Regions from separate parts of the Sus scrofa genome. Here region 2 is linked to region 1. The links are chromatin contacts, called in public promoter capture Hi-C maps. All regions are on one chromosome and are shown on one strand. The core of a region is the stretch at or near the end of the contact, and the rest is flanking DNA. Distances in the headings are between cores, read along the strand shown. Region 1 holds the start of PAPD4 (poly(A) RNA polymerase GLD2). Region 2 holds the start of SPZ1 (spermatogenic leucine zipper protein 1).

The links. Promoter capture Hi-C pulls out the DNA fragments that hold promoters and counts their contacts.
Region 2: a contact with region 1 is called in a promoter capture Hi-C map of liver, with 4 times the contacts expected there. The contact joins the promoter of SPZ1 here to the promoter of PAPD4 in region 1. A contact is called at or near these places in 1 of 5 promoter capture datasets (liver) and 2 of 2 datasets of contacts at active chromatin or transcription factors (alveolar macrophages and skeletal muscle).

The regions. Positions count from the first base shown.
Region 1 is chr2:88,325,655-88,330,355 of Sscrofa11.1, reverse strand. PAPD4 (poly(A) RNA polymerase GLD2) reads right to left here and starts at 2,106. Exons shown (of 16, transcript XM_003123752.6): 1 at 1,746-2,106; 2 at 1,471-1,539.
Region 2 is chr2:89,012,135-89,017,043 of Sscrofa11.1, reverse strand. SPZ1 (spermatogenic leucine zipper protein 1) reads right to left here and starts at 2,848. Exons shown (of 1, transcript XM_005661518.3): 1 at 205-2,848. The coding sequence starts at 2,104. The coding sequence ends at 983.

The sequences.
Region 1 (4,701 bases), core at 857-3,356:
AATGACTGGGACACTGGTACAGCAGCAGCTGACAGAACATTGTAATCCACTATAACAAAAAAAAATTTTTTTTTAACTCCCTGTAAAGGATTTCCCTTGTAGCACAGCAGGTTACAGATGCAACATCAGTAGCATCACTGCAGCAGAGAGATCTCTGGCCCAGGAACTCCCACCTGCCACAGACAATGACAACCCACCCCCAATCTGCAAAAAAAAAAAAAAAAAAAAAAAAGATTCCCTGAAAAGTGGAATAGCCCTAGTATTAAAATCAGAACTGTAGTGGCTAAATCAATTTATCTTTATCCAGTCACTTTGTCCGATTTCTTTGAACCACTACAGTCATTTCCAAAATGCAAAAAGTCTAATTCCTAAATCCATCGGACCCGCTGTCAAATCACCTACAGGAAAAAAGATATTTTTTTCAAGAATTAGAGCCCTTGGAGTTCCCGTCGTGGCACAGTGGTTAACAAATCCGACTAGGAACCATGAGGTTGCAGGTTCGATCCCTGGCCTTGCTCAGTGGGTTAAGGATCTGGCATTGCCCTGAGCTGTGGTGTAGGTTGCAGACGCGGCTCGGATCCCACGTTGCTGTGGCTCTGGCGTGTCTACAGCTCTGATTCGACCCCTAGCCTGGGAAACTCCTTATGTCAAGGGTGCGGCCCAAGAAATGGCAAAAAGACAAAAAAAAAAAAAAAAAAAAAAAAAAAAAAAAAAAAAGAATTAGAGCCCTTGATCCCTGGCTTGGGGAAACTGCCACAAGCCCTAACTCGGCCAAAAAAAAAAAAAAAAAAAGAATTAGATTCCATTCAAGTGTTAAAAAATAATCAAGCCATATGACTCCAAAGGACATTTCTTAATTAAATGAAAATGGTCTCTTCCACATGGAGCATTTTCTGATCAGACAAAATTGAGACTATTCACAAAAACAAAGTAATATTACTATTACTAGCTATTAAGCAGTACATATTAAGAGCCTTCTGGCTGTTAAGGCCATGTGAAAAGCCTTGTGGTAATAAAGCATACAATATGAGGGGATTTACAAGAATAGCTGTAGTTACAAACACACATACTTGGTCTTCAATAATCATCTTTCCAAACAAAACCATATACCACACATTTGTTAAGTTGCCACTTTAGCTTGACTTTTAGTTTCTCTTTCGTGTTCACTCTTTTAGTATACCAATAAAAATAAACAACTGCTATTTTAAACAAAGAGCTGAGAGACCTCAAACAAGGCAGGGATCCGGGATAATCCAGAATTTGTGAGACACATAAACTCCTCCTGTTCTAGCCTAGAAAGAGAGATGAAGAGCCTACCTATAAAGGCTGAACGGGGCAAAAATAAAGGGGTTAAACAACAATCGGACGGCGTCCTAACCTGTGCATTTTCCCCATAAAACTAAGAACTGAGGCAATTTCACAACCGTTTAATGAAGTCTTAAATTTTAAAGGACTGACCCAGATATTTACCTTAGTTCCTCACCACCCTTTCAAACACCATGCAGGGTCCCAAGACAATCTTCTTCGTTCGGTCCTAGACTGAGAGCGGGGTGCGAGAAAGGAAAAGGAATGAAAAACGTAAATGAGTTCCTAAGATTCTTCAGAAAGTATAGAAGCCTGGGGACCGCCCATACGACTAGGATACCTCCCACGCCAAACAGTACAGTTTCAGAAAAAGTTCCCGGCGTCCCGCCCCCCACCCGAGCCTACAAGGTTGCTTTCCTCTTTGAAACCTCCTAACTCACAAGCGTTCTACGGGCACCGCCCGCCCAGGAGCCTCACGGCCGGAGCAGCGACGGCCCGGCGCGCTCGGTCCCAGCTTTCCGCCCGAGCCAGTAGTGGCCCGCGTGGGGTGGCTAGGCCCGGCTGCGGATCCGGATTGCGATCAAAATTCCGGGCTCGGCGGTCGGGGAGAAGCGACCCAAGAAAAGGCAGGGCCAACAAGGGTGTGGGAGCTCGGGGGCAAGATACGGAAGACCAAAAAGTCGCCGAAAAAAGCGGCGTAGAAAGCCCCTTCGGAAACACCCGGAAGACCGTCCTGACCCCGGATGGGAACAGCGAGCAGGGAGAGAGAGGTCATACTTCCGGTAGCCGCCTCGCTCGCTCGCTCCCGGGAACTCTTTGCTCGAGTGCGCAGGTGCACAGATGCCGGGATTCTAGCTGCCAGAATAGGCGGCTGGGCAGCTGCGAGCGCGAGTACGGGAAGGGATGGTACAGCCCAGGAGCTTCGCTTCACCTCACTGCCCAAGCTCACAATGTGATAATCATTTTTTACCGGTCTTTCCTGTCTCAGCCGGTTGACTCCTCCATGGAGAAGATTTCCTGGCCAAGTTTTCCCTTACCCTTCTGCACTAACCAATATTAAGCTTTACTTGTTTTTTCCCCATTAATAAACTGAGAACTATTTGGGAATAAACATGCCTTATTCATCTATAAAGCCCAGACTCAGCTCCCTGCCCGTTAATGACTAACATTCGCTAATTCAACAAATATTTAATATTTCTTCTTGAGTGAGCTTTAATAGTTGTGAAGATATCTAAGTTGTTGAATTTATTCATAGAAATCTGTTAACGATATTCCTTTACTGTCTTTTTTAAATCTATAGCATCTCATTCCCTCATTCCTGGTATTTGTAATTTGTGTCTTTTCTTCTTGTCAATCTGACAAAAGGCATATTTACTGATTTCAGATCTCAAAGTCAGCTTTTGTGTGCATAGATTTCCTTTCTTTTTCTTTTCTCTTGTGTTGATTTCTGCTATTATGTTTGCTTCCTTCTGCTTTTTTTTTCTTTTTTTTTTTTTCTTTTTTTTTTAGGGCTGCACCCGAGGCACATGGAGGTTACCAGGCTAGGAGTCTAATCAGAGCTGTTGCTGCTAGCCTACATCAGAGCCATAGCAAGGCCAGATCCCAGCCATGTCTGCCACCAACACCATAGCTCATGGCAACACTGGATCCTTAACCCACTGAGTGAGGCCAGGGATCGAACCCGCAACCTCATGGTTCTTAGTCGGATCTGCCTCCACTGCACCACGACTGGAACTCCTTCTGCTTTTTTTATTTTTGAAGTTTTGAAAATTAATTTTCCAATTTCTTGGAAACTGAGGTCATTGATCTGAGATGTTTCTTCTTTGTAATACAAGCACTTAGTGGTATAAGTTTCCCTCAAAGTACTGTGTTAGCTGCATCTCCCAGATTTTAATATGTTGTGTTTTCATTTTACTTAATTTCAGAATACTTTCTAATTTCCCTATAGTTTTTTTCTTTGATCTGTGGTTTACTTATGTGTTACTTAGTCTCCAAGTATCAGATTTTCAAGATATTTCTGTTGATTTCTAACTTAATCCCATTATTATCAAAGAACATACTTCATAAAATTTGAATTATTTTACATTTATTGAGACTTGTTCTGTTGCTCTGTCTTGGTAAATATTCAGTGTATATTTAAAATAAATGTATATGCTGCAGCTGTTGGGTTAAATGCTCTACAAATGTCAATCACATCACATTGCCTGATTTATATTTCTTCAAATGTAAATCCTGTGAAGGATTTAGAACACACTTACTGATTTTCTGTCTACTTATTGTATTAATTGTTAAGAAAGGAGTGCTGAAATCCCTGATTATAATTATGGATTTTTCTACTTCATTTTGCTGTTCTATCAGTTCTTGCTTCATGAATTGTAAAGCTTTGCTGTTAGTTGCATAACATTTAGAATTATTCTATTATTTAGGTGAATTTATCCTTAATTAAATTGAATATGAAAATTATTTTGTCATTATGAAATGATCCACTTTATAAATGACCCCCTTTTTTCCTGGTAATACTTTTTGCCCTAATTGTACTCCATCTGATGTTAATATAGTACCTCTGGCTTTCTTTTTTAGTAGTAACATGGTTTATTTTTAATTCCAATGCTACAAAAGTCCTCCAGGAAATTGAAGGACTTCCCAGTTCATTCTGGAAGGTCAGCACTACTTTGATACCCAAACTCAAGATGTTACAAGAAAAGAAAACCACAGGCCAATAGCCTCATAAACATAAATGCAACAATTCTTCACAAAATTCTAGCTATTCATGTTCTACAATGTATAAAAAAGATAATACAATATGCCCAAATGAGGGCTTATCCCAGAAATGCTAGGCTGAATTAACATTGAAAAATCAAACAATATATTTCACTATTGACTAAGACTGAGAAAGAAAAACTGTATGATTGTCTCCTACCCTAGCACAGTGTTGGCCCCTGCTGCACTTAACCCCCAGCTTTGGGACAGAGTCAAGGAAGAATGACAACAGAAAGGGACTTGAAGTTTTTGATGACGTGGTTTTTGTGATTGTCAACTTTATATTTGGCATATGATTGACATCATGAGCTCTTCTGTGATGTGGAGTCATCTATAATTTCTAGATTTGGATGTGGTAATGTGGAATAGAATAGAGAGATGGATAAAAATAGGACCACTATTCTATGTTGTATCTGTTATATGCAATCTCATCTGCGGCATCTTGGGGATGGAGTAGTAAACAAAAATACCACAGTCCCTACTCTCATGTAGCTTACAGGGGCAGAGAGAATAACCTTGACAAATTCAGAAAACAAAAATTCAGGAGTTCCCATTGTGGTTCAGTGGTAACAAATCTTTGAGGATTCAGTCCCTGGCCCTGCTCAGTAACGTAAGGATCCAGCATTGCCGTGAGCT
Region 2 (4,909 bases), core at 1,599-4,098, 690 kb before region 1:
GTCCCTGCCCTTGCTCAGTGGGTTAAGGCTCCGACGTTTCCCCGTGAGCTGAGGTGTAGGTCGCAGACACGGCTCGGATCCCGCGTTACTGTGGCTCTGGTGTAGGCTGGTGGCTACAGCTCTGATTGGACCCCTAGCCTGGGAACCTCCATATGCCGCGGGAACGGCCCAAGAAATGGCAAAAAGACAAAAAAAAAAAAAAAAAAAAAAAAAAAAAAGTTCAACTCTTCTAACAGATCTTGCTTTTTTCCTCTGGGTAACTCTACTGCCCCCTAGCTGGAGTAATGAGAGGAAATTTTCCAGTACAGAACAAAATCTAGATAAATGAAATCTATTCTTCTATTCTAAATAAACCAAGCTGTCCTTCTCCAAGGGCCTCTGCTGCCTGATATGCCCACCGTCTACTAGCCAAGGAGCAAAGAGCAGTACTATTAACAGTAGATCTAGGGGATAGGGAGATTTATGAAAAGAATTATTTAAAGGTGGTTTATGAGCATTTCTTTTTACTCCACTATTACCTGCACTTCAGTGGATAATAAATAGGAAAAGGAATGTGCATTTGGAAGGTGAGTTTAAAGGTTCATAATTAAAGGGTTACATAGTTTTCCCACCCAGAACTTCACCCCAAGGTCATTAAATAAAGAAGGAAAACCTTTCCTTTGTTTGTTGTGGTTTTTTTATTTAGATCATTACTTACTGGACCTGCAAATTCTCACTTTTGATTAAAATGTCATAGAATCTCTATCTAATAACTAAAGAAACAGATTGTAAAGATGATGAATATGACAAAAAATTGACAGTAATGGTCATTGAGGACCAGACTTACGTACCTACTGAGGTAATGAATAATGCTGTGTTAATCTTCTTGCTCTGTAGTTCTTGGTTGAACCAACAGTCTCTCCTAGGTTTGATGATTGATTATGCCTGGAGCTACTATAGTTTTTTGAAGAATTGCTTTTTCTTCTACATTTGATATTTTTTTTTAATTTAGGCTGCTGGCTGGCCTCTTTTTTCTTATAAGAGCTCTTCTTGCAAGATGAGTATTGAACAGGTTATTACGAGCTTTCTTTTTATGACAAGCATCTAGGCTTCTATAGAATTGGTCTCCTTTTTGAAATGTACCTTCCATTCTTTGCATGTTTTGCTTGTATATTTTGACCTTCTCTGCCTCTGATAGCTTCTGTTCTTTCTTGTTTGGCTCACAGTCTATTTGACTTGGCTCCTCTTGTAGAGGTTCCTCTTTCTGATGATGGAGTTCCTTGAGAAGCTCTACTCTCTGCTCTAAGATTTGACATTCATTCTCCAGCAAAGCTGCAATCAAATGCAATGAATATGTGTCTTGTTTCAGTTTCCTCACTTGTTCTTCCAGCTCATGCTTAGCTGACGTCTCACTATCTGGTTGAGTTTGGGACTTAGCTCCATCATTTTCAAGAGTTTTTATGTCTTTCTGAGATTTCTGATAGGATTTGATTAGTTCACTAAGTTCTGTATGTTGCATGCTCCAGTGGTCTGCTTCCTGCAATAACTGCTCCATGCTGTTCTTCAGTTTGATATTTTCTTCTTGAACGTGAGGGAGCTCGTACCTTGCTTTTTCCTTACTTAGGTGAGTTTCACAAAGGCCTCTTTTTTCCTCTGAACAATTTACCAAATCCTTTGCAAAACCTTGCACTGTGTCCTTGGAGTTCTGCTTTTCTGACATCATCTCCTGTTTCTTTGCATTTTCTTTCTCTAGGTCCAAACTACCAAGCAGTTTTTTCAACAGTGTTTCATTTATTTTACCAAGTCCTCTGATTTTTTCTTTAAGTTCTGATACATCCTCAGAGATACTGGTTTCCTCCCAAGATTCTTTTGTTTCTTTGACCTTCTCTTCATAACTTGTCATGTTTTGAACAATATCTTTAATTTCTTTTAAGAGATCATCAAATTTCCTTGCAATTCGTTGTTCAGTTGCTTCATGGTTACTATTTGGGGGGGAAGGTAGAGGACTGCAGGAGACAGGGGGAAGTGATCCAATTTCAAATAAGGCAATGACAACCTTTGGGTCCAAAGACTCTGCTTTGAGATTGGGAGGCTTAAGTGTTTGGGAGGGAGTGGGCACTTCCATCTCAGCTGAGGTAGTTGGGCTGATGACTAGGGCACAAGCAAAGCAGAAAACCTTAGAGATTCCAGAAAGGGAAGGTGGTGGTCCTCTGTGCAAATGGGTAGAAAAAAGTGGAACCAAGCAGACATCAGAGACCACAGTTCAGGTCTGAAACCAGGAAGATGATGTTTAGGTGGAAGGTTACATCTCAGAAAACCTAGGGGGAAGGAGGGAGGGAAAGGAGACCAGGAGCTAGGGCTCCATCTCTCTTCCTCCAGGCTTCTGGGGTTTATTTCTCGACCCCTGGCAACCAGGTCTTTATTCTGTCACTGCACCATTGTGGCCTGTCCCCAGATTCTGTTTCCTTTGGGTCACAATAAAAGCCTCTTAAACGCTCACCTGGTGATTCAAAGTCAACCTAGAGGTACTCTCCACTCCAGAAAGATCTCTGCATCAGTCTTTCCCTCCCTTTTCTAGGTTTCTGTTCATCTCATTCAATGACTTTCTTTTTCATCCTATTCAGTGACTTTCCCCTCATCCTCATCACCCACAATCCATTCTCAACTATGGGATATTTTTCTACCGCCTAAGTGCATGACTAAGAGAAGTCTTTCCTGGTAAGGACTTCTTTCATCCACCTGGAACCCTCTCTCCCCCTTTTCTTTTGCCTTTTTAGGACTGAACCCACAGCATATGGAGGTTGCCAGGCTAGGGGTTGAATTGGAGCTACAGCTACACCACAGCCACAGCAATTCGGGATCTGCGACCTTCACCACAGCTCGTGGCAATGCCGGATCCTGAAGCCACTGAGTGAGGCCAGGGATTGAGCCTGAGTCATCATGGATACTAGTCAGGTTTGTTACCATTGAGCCACGCTGGGAACTCCCTGGAACCCTTCTTGCTCCCGTTTTAGAACTGCTCCTGCAAAAGAAAGTCATTCTTATTAAATAGACCCCAAAAGTGCTGCAACCTTTCTGTGATTTTAGGGAAATAATGTCAGGAATCAGTCTTGAAAAATATTCTGCTGCAATGAGAAGAGACTATCTAAATGGTTTCTTAACAACACAATTACAAACTGAGACTTTTCTTGGCCTAGGAAGTTTGCTCCGAAATTATTTGATTATATCAGGGGATATAACTTTCATTACTTTTCATAAGAACTTGTTTAAAGTAGCCTAGTTTGGGAATTCTCCTGTGGTGCAGCAGGTTAAGGATCTGGCATTGTCACTGCAGTGGCTTGGATTGCTGCCATGACACAGGTCCCATCCCTGGCTTGGGAACTACCACATGCCAAGAATGTAGCCATAAATAAGTAAATAAATGTTTAAAACAAAATAAAATGGCATGATTCACCTAAAGTATTTGAGACAGGTAAATCCTGTAGAGGTTTATAGAGAAGTAACTGAAGAATATCAAAACTAGTGCACTCTTTTCTCTTTGTCTTTAGGAATCAGGACCTTGAGAATATTAAGTTCAATCAAAGGGAACATTCCTTAGGTGAGACTTTGTCTTGGCCTTCAAAATCTTGCTAGCAAGGCACTTCATTAACTAAAAGTTTACAGAGTTCCCTTTGTGGCTCAGTGGTTAACGAACCTGATTAGGATTCATAAAGATGTGTGCTCAATCCCTGGCCTCACTTAGTGGGTTAAGGATCTGGTGTTACTGAGAGCGGTGGTGTAGGTGGCAAGATGAAGCTCAGATCCTGCATTGCTGTGGCTGTGGTGTAGGCCAGCAGCTGTAGCTCCAATTTGACCCCTAGCCTGTGAACTTCCATGTGCTGGGGGTGCGGCCTCAAAAAAAAAAAAAAAAGTTCATATATATATATATATATATATATGAACAAGAAGTTTGCTTCCAATCTTAAGGGGAAATTCATTATCTAGCAGGATTGGGGTTTTTTTTTCCCCTTAGAGAAATTTATGGTTTTTTTTTTTCTTTCACAGCTCCCAGCCAACTCATTTTGACTTTGGTTTCCTTGAGTGTCATCTTGCAGCCATCTGGGCTCAGAGCCAAGGCCTTGTGACCATCCACAGATGCAACAATGTTGGTCTTTTTTTTCACTTGAGGAAGAAACACTTTTCTAACCCACACAATGATACCATAGAGGCTAGCGTTTGCCCTTATGCTTTAAATCCATTTCAAATTGGTCAGCATTTTAATATTTTCCCTTTGACTCAAGCTATTATTTAAGATAGTTTTTAACTCTCCAAGACAAAGAAATGTTTTTATTCCTGATTTGGTAATTAAAATTAATTTTTAGTTTAAATGTCTTATAATCAGAAAATATATTTCTTTCTTTCTTTTTTTTTTTTTTTTTTTTTTTTTTTTGCTTTTTAGGGCTGCACCTGTGGTATATGGAGTTTCCCAGGCTAGGAGTCAAATCAGAGCTACAGCTGCTGGCCTACACCAAGCCACAGCAATGCAGGATCTGAGCTTCGCTTGCGACCTACACCACAGCTCATGGCAACGCCAGATCCTTAATCTACTGAGTGAGGCCAGGGATGGAACCTGCCACCACTTGGTTAGTCAGATTCATTTCCACTGTGCCACAATGGCAACTCCTATTTCTACTTTTGGAATTGATATTTTCTCTTTGGCCTAATAGATTATCAGTGTTCATGTGTATTTTGTGGATACTTGAAAGAAACTTCATTCTCTATCTCCTTGTGCTTGTAGTTTTTGGATGCTTTTGGACATAAATCTGATAATACACTTGTCTTTGATTTTTCTGGAAACTGGTTTGAAGGGACCCTGTCAAGATACCAAGAGAATTCTCTTTTTATCAAAGGGAGATTTAAATATATCCTTCCTCCTTAAAAATATAATGCA